2 separate regions of the Mus musculus genome follow, and region 2 is linked to region 1. A link is a contact called in public HiChIP or PLAC-seq data. All regions are on one chromosome and are shown on one strand. Each heading gives the region's core, a stretch centred on a gene start, on an enhancer-like site or on the middle of the called end of the contact. The rest is flanking DNA. Distances are from core to core; before and after follow the strand shown.

Evidence for each region. HiChIP or PLAC-seq counts read pairs in DNA pulled down with a chosen protein or histone mark.
Region 2: an H3K27ac HiChIP or PLAC-seq map of embryonic stem cells shows a contact between it and region 1, with 16 read pairs. The contact joins two enhancer-like sites. A contact is called at or near these places in 1 of 15 datasets of contacts at CTCF or cohesin (the NIH/3T3 cell line) and 5 of 115 datasets of contacts at active chromatin or transcription factors (embryonic fibroblasts, embryonic stem cells and pancreatic cancer cells).

What each region holds. Positions count from the first base shown.
Region 1 is chr15:10,684,321-10,687,326 of GRCm38.p6, forward strand. The region is part of intron 2 of Rai14 (retinoic acid induced 14); the gene reads right to left. Among named protein-coding and RNA genes, the nearest start is that of Gm52214, 23 kb to the right of the region's middle. Within about 2 kb of position 1,486, at least 48 of the 459 cell types and tissues checked have an H3K27ac peak or open chromatin away from gene starts, as enhancers often do. A contact at or near this core is called in embryonic stem cells, where this site is marked.
Region 2 is chr15:10,822,581-10,825,586 of GRCm38.p6, forward strand. No RefSeq gene overlaps it. Among named protein-coding and RNA genes, the nearest start is that of Gm19276, 5.0 kb to the right of the region's middle. Within about 2 kb of position 1,456, at least 24 of the 459 cell types and tissues checked have an H3K27ac peak or open chromatin away from gene starts, as enhancers often do. A contact at or near this core is called in embryonic stem cells, where this site is marked.

The DNA.
Region 1 (3,006 bases), core at 236-2,735:
GCAACATATCCTGTAAGTAAAAACCCAGTTCCAGGCCTGCCATTTATCAAATATGAGACTCATGCCATAAAATTCACTTTCAATCAACATACCTACTTTCCTTCCTTCCTCCCTCCCTTCCTCCCTTCCTTCCTTCCTTCCTTCCTCCCTTCCGTCCGTCCATCCGTCCGTCCTTCCTTCCTCTGTAAAACGCTATCATTAGATGTTCATTACCTGACAGGGTCTGAACATAAATGACAAGGAGTATGCAAACTTGGCACTGTGTCTTGTGCAGGTGGTGAGCTTGTAACAGCACAACAATGTTTCTCCTTGTTGTCATGAGGAGCTGTCACCCCAGGTCTGGGAAATACCCTCATGAGAAAGTGCCTGCTGCACAGCCTTGAGGACATGTGTTTGCATCCCTAGCACCACGTAAAATCCAGACACAGCATTATGCATGAATAACCCCAGCACGGGAATATGGGGAACACAGGAGGAGTTTGGGAGCTCGCTGGTCAATCAACCTCATCAATCAGGCACACTCTGGGTTTAGTGGGAAACCCTGTCTCAAAAATGAATAAATAAGGTGTAGACACTTAATGTCCTAGTCTTCACATGTGTGGGTGTGAGCATGTATGTACGTACACACACACACACACACACACACACACATACACACACACACACACACACACACGGAGGATAAAATTTTTTTAAATGTGGGGGCAGCAGTGAGGGCTCAAAGGAAGGTAAAGAATGCTTTCTGTGGGATCCAAGTTCAATTCCCAGCGCAGACATCAGGTTGCTTACAACCACACTCCAGCCCTAAGGCATCCAACTCTCTATTCACACACACACACACACACACACACACACACACACACACACACACACACATAACATTTTAAAAGAAATATTTACTCTCATTTCTGTGCATTAGGCTGGAACACTCACGGGAATACTGTCATGCCCTTCCCTCCTTCTGAGACACTGAGCGTCATCCACAAGATGAAGGGATGAGGCCTCTTAACTGCATGTACTCAGTGGGAAAAGGCAGGAGCTTAGAAAACCTATTCTAGAACAGAAATGCATTACAGGTTGAATGGTGTAATGTCCAGAATATTTATGTAGACGTGCTAAAACCTCCACATCACAATGTTATCTTACTTAGATTAAGAGGTAGATTTAAGGAAAAAAAGAAGGAAAAGAAAGCCTACATGTTATTGTAGTTTAAAATGAGGTCAATGGAATTGGCCCTAATCCAATACAACTGGCCCTAATCTAATATGTATCCTTATAAAACCTAGGAATGTGGACACATACATGCACACAGAGAGAAAATAAAGCAAAGACGAAGTCTAGAATTGGGGTAACATGGCCACAAGCCCAAGTTCCCAGTAAACACCTAGAATCCTGGAGAGGCATGCAACAGGCTCTCCCACACAGGCCTCTGCACACCAGCCCTACCACAGTTCCAGCCTCTGGACCCAAGAGACAATAAATTCCTGTTGTTTAGGCCACCCAGCTTGTAGCGCCTTGTTATGGCACCTGGCCAATTAACACAAGGTGAGATCAGGCAGCAAGCCGATTCTCTGTTTCAAAAGGGCTGACAAGACCTGGAAAGTATGCAGCCTGAGAAGAGCCTACCCAAGTCCTCTCGGGTCTCCTGTCTCCACCCAACGGTCTCTTCTCTCATACCTTTTAAAGCTACATGTCTACAAAGAGATTAGCTTGAGACTGGCCAAGGCCTGTATAGCTACAGAGTGCAGTTTTAAATACTCCCGGCGTGTGCACACGTTCATACAATGAATGACTCAGGCATCTGTAAGGACTTATTATAAATGACTAAAAACTCCTTGGGAAAAAAAAAAAAAAACACCTTGGCAGCGATGTCAGTTTTCGACCTTCATGTGAACCATTATCTCAACAGGCAACAGATTCGGATCCTGACTGAGCAGGATATGTCTGGTTCCTCAAGATTCAGGGGGTGTGGGCATTTCCTTGGCTCAAGGCTGCAGTCTCCGGGAGCTGCTACATCAAGGTATGCCATCTACTTAGTCTTTTCCAATGCAGTCCCTTTAAACTGGCTGCTCTGATTTTTCTCCACGCTATGTCCGCTGCGAGTTCCTAAGTCTAACAGAACACATACCTGGGAATAAAACTTTCACAAAAGCAAACGCACACCCACAGAGTAAGGGCTAACTCACTCGGCCACTTCTCAAGGCTTGTTCCAAAGGTCTTTCAATCCCATGTCCCATCCTCATAGCCACACCCCAAGTTGGGATGCTTGTCCGGGTTCCTCCAGCCTTACTGTGTCTACTGTCAAGGGCAAATGTTAAGATCCCACATGCTGAGCCTCGGCTCCCCCACAGCCCCAGCTTCATCATTTCCACACATGCCAATCCCCTTGGTTGAAATGCCACCTTTCCAGAGCTCCCAAAACTCTCCGACTCACAGTGTCCCAGAGCATCTGCCACCAGGCTTCCCAGCCTGAGAGTCAGTCCCCACAGCTAGCCCTGGTTTTCTGGCAGAGCCAGCTAGACTCACCTCGAAGGCCCATTTGGCATCCGTGCTCTATGTTTGCTTTGTCCTGAGTATTTGAGGCTCATGTTGACCACTCTCTTCCTCCCTAGGCTCGTCAGCTTCTTGGAGTGGGGGTTGGGGATGTGGGAGACAGATTCCCGGCATAGCCAAGGCTAGCCTTGAACTCCCCAGTCCTAGGTTTATCACAGCCAAGGCTGGCCTTCAACTCCCAGTCCTCTTGCTTCCACTTTCCTTGTGTTGGCCAGGTTTGTACCATCACACTCTTGTTTTCAGACAAAAACAAAACAAACAACCCTCCCCCCTGTAAAAAAAAAAAAACCTCTACAGTTTGCATTACTTGTGTGTCTGCCTCTCTAGTGACTTGCTCATGTGTAAGGAAGTCCCAAATGAAGTTACTACTACACACTGAAAAATAGCTTCTACTACAAAAGCACCGCCTTGGCCTCCATAGAGTATAGCATCCCAAGTATAGGTAGGAGTCTG
Region 2 (3,006 bases), core at 206-2,705, 140 kb after region 1:
TGACTTCTCGCAGAGGGATTTTCACAGATCATTGCCCTTCTGTGATCTCCCCTAGCCTGTGGGAAGCACAGGTCCCTCCTGAATCCATGTTATTCTGGTGCTGATCTCCCCAGCAGGAGCAACACCAGCTGTGACCTGTAGAGTCTCCAGGTGGAATTACAGTTCAGTTCAGGTGTCCCTTGCAAGAGACCATGGTGCTGTGACCACCTGGAGACAGATTTCAAGGGTTTATGAATTTTTTACCCTTAGATTACAAGGATCAGACCTCCCCACTGCTTCTTCCATGGGCTAGGAGAATTCTATAAAAGACAAAGGTAGCCTGAAGACAATGTTTTGGCAGTTAAAAACAAAACAAAACAAAACAAAACAAAACAAAACAAAACAAAACAAAACAGTTCAGTTCCCACACCAGGCAGCTCACAACAGCTCCAAATTCTGACATATCCAATACTCTCCTCTAGTCTCTATGGGCACCTGCATGCCTGTACACATATCCACACAGACAGACATACCCATCATTTTAGAATTAAATGAATGGAAAAAGAAAAGATATTGCTATAAAGTTGCCTTTTGGTTGCTGCTTCTGTAATTTATAAGGTAGTGATGGATAAATCCCAGAAACAGAGCATCAGTAGACATGAAGATCGATTCAGCAAACCTGTGATGCCTGTTTATAAACGCAGAAGAGTCTGGCTACTGAGATAGGAGGAAAAAATGACCCAGGATGAATGTGGCAGTGTTCCATCCCCACAGTCCTTCTTACTAATGCCAGTGAAAATGCTCCGTCAGAGTAGATGAGGATGAGGGTTGGCGTGAGATATTTGGAGGCTCGTGTTAGGACATGTATCTGAGGGAGATCTTGTGTTAGGGATGCTTACTATGGCTTGCTGTCTAGCAGGGTTCTGTGAGTAACTACATTTAAATGTTCACTCCTCTTCAGGCCCTGCCTGCCTCAGCTGAGGTTCAGCGACTCCCTCATCCTCTGCCGTCATTACTGAGGCAGCTACCCAGCCCAGCAAGCTTAGTTTGCAGCCAGAATCCTCTGTCAGTATCTGTCAAGGTCACAGCACGGGAAACAGAATCCCATCTAGCTGGTTTGTTCGTAGAAGCTTTAACGAAGGACTTCTTTGTAGAGGTCAAGGACTCTCTCTGTGGTCACAGTCAAGGGTTCCCACAGACACTAAGGGCAGAGCAGGCAGAGAGGGGAACATCGGAGCTTAAGGGGTAAAATGTGAAGGGAACCCAGAGACTACAGGAGAGAGACAGGCCCAGTAGCAACCGTGGCTCACCGTACGCAAGGAATGCTTCTGGGTCCCCATCATGCCCTCATGCCCTCAGCCATTCCACCCACAGCTGCAGTCTCACCCTGACAGCTTTCCACCTAAAGGGAGACAAGTGTCTTTCTGATTTATTTCTACAGCCTTCTCCGAGGCTGCACCTGCTCTGTGGTGCTTAGAGGCGCAGCCAGGAATGCTGGGAGAGTCGGTGCCCCCAAGGCAGCCAGGCAGCGGTGGGTTGGGTGTCAGAGTGGGTGGAAAAAATGCTGTCTTCCATCTTTCAGGAGGAAATTCCAAGAGACATTCTGTAATTCCTCAGAGATTCTCCCCATAGGCAAATGCTAGTTGTTCTCTGCTGGGATCTCCATGACAGCTTCTTTGTTTCGCTGAGATAGACTTTTGATATGCAAGTGCAGCCTGGCTTGAATTTAGGGCAAGTCTCTTGCATCAGCCTCCCAAGTCCCAGGTCTTAGGTGTGAACAACTATGGCAATTCAGTTATACTCTTTTGTTTTTTTAAAGTTAATTTTTATTATTTTAAATGATGTGTGTGTGTGTGTGTGTGTGTGTGTGTGTGTGTGTGTGTGCATGCGCACATGAGTGAAGATGCCTGAAGAGGCAGCAGATCCCCTGATGCAGGAGTAACAGACAACTGTGAGTCCCATGGATGCTGGAAACTGAACTCAAGTCCTCTGAGGAGCCGCAAGTGCATTTAACCTCTGAGATGCTTCTCTGGCCCCTCAATTACTCTTTGCACTTCTGTCTCTCTCCTAGCTGACCACCCTGACTCCTCCTGCCTTGGAATCACCTTCCAAATGCATCACTGGACTTTGTCTTTGTCTCAGGCTCTGCTCACTAAGGAGCTCCTCTCAGATGTGGACAAGCATAGCTGCAGTCAGAATAAAAACCTCTGAACAGGAAAGACTAGCGGAAAATGTGACCTATACCCCCTCTCTATTACTCTGCAAACTCTGCTAGGTCCCTCATTGGCTCAATCAGCACAAAGCCACTAGGCAAGGAAGCCTAGGGGACAGGATCTTTCAGAGGAAGGCAGCTCAAGATAGGATTTAAAAAGAAAGATGAGGAAGAAGTTAGATACTTGTAGTTAATATAGGAAACGTTATAATTGTATTATGCTGAAGGTCATCACACAAGGTTCACACTCTAGATCCCTAACTACAAACCTAAGCCTAGCTCCCCAAGGCTGTGACATATCTGAGCTGAAGGTCAGGCCCAGCTTAATAGGAGTCTCTGAGTGAAGGTCAGGATCCTGAAGGAGACTCTCCAGCTGCAGTGTGGATCGAGGTGGTGTCTCTCCAGATTATGCAGAGCAGAGCCTTACTCGTGGTCTCTGTTTATACACTGTCCAATGGGCATCACGGGGTTCTAGGCTGGTGTTTGGTTATCTTGACCAAATGACATCAGTGGGTTTTGATTATCAGGTGTAGCCTTGGGTATAACCAGGCTATTTTTATATGTCTAAAAGGCATTTCTGTACTATGTTCATTACAAAAAAAATAGGTATATGTCCTAATTTGCTTCTTTGTTGTTATGATAAATACCACCACTAAAGGCAGTTTGGGGAAGAAAGGTTTTATTTGGCTCACATATCCAGACCACAGTCTACTATTGAGGGAAATCAGGGCAGGAACTCAAGCAAGAGCAGAGGCAGGGACAATGGAGGAAAGCTGTCAGCTGTCTTGTTCTGGGTCATTTACTCAGCTTGCTTT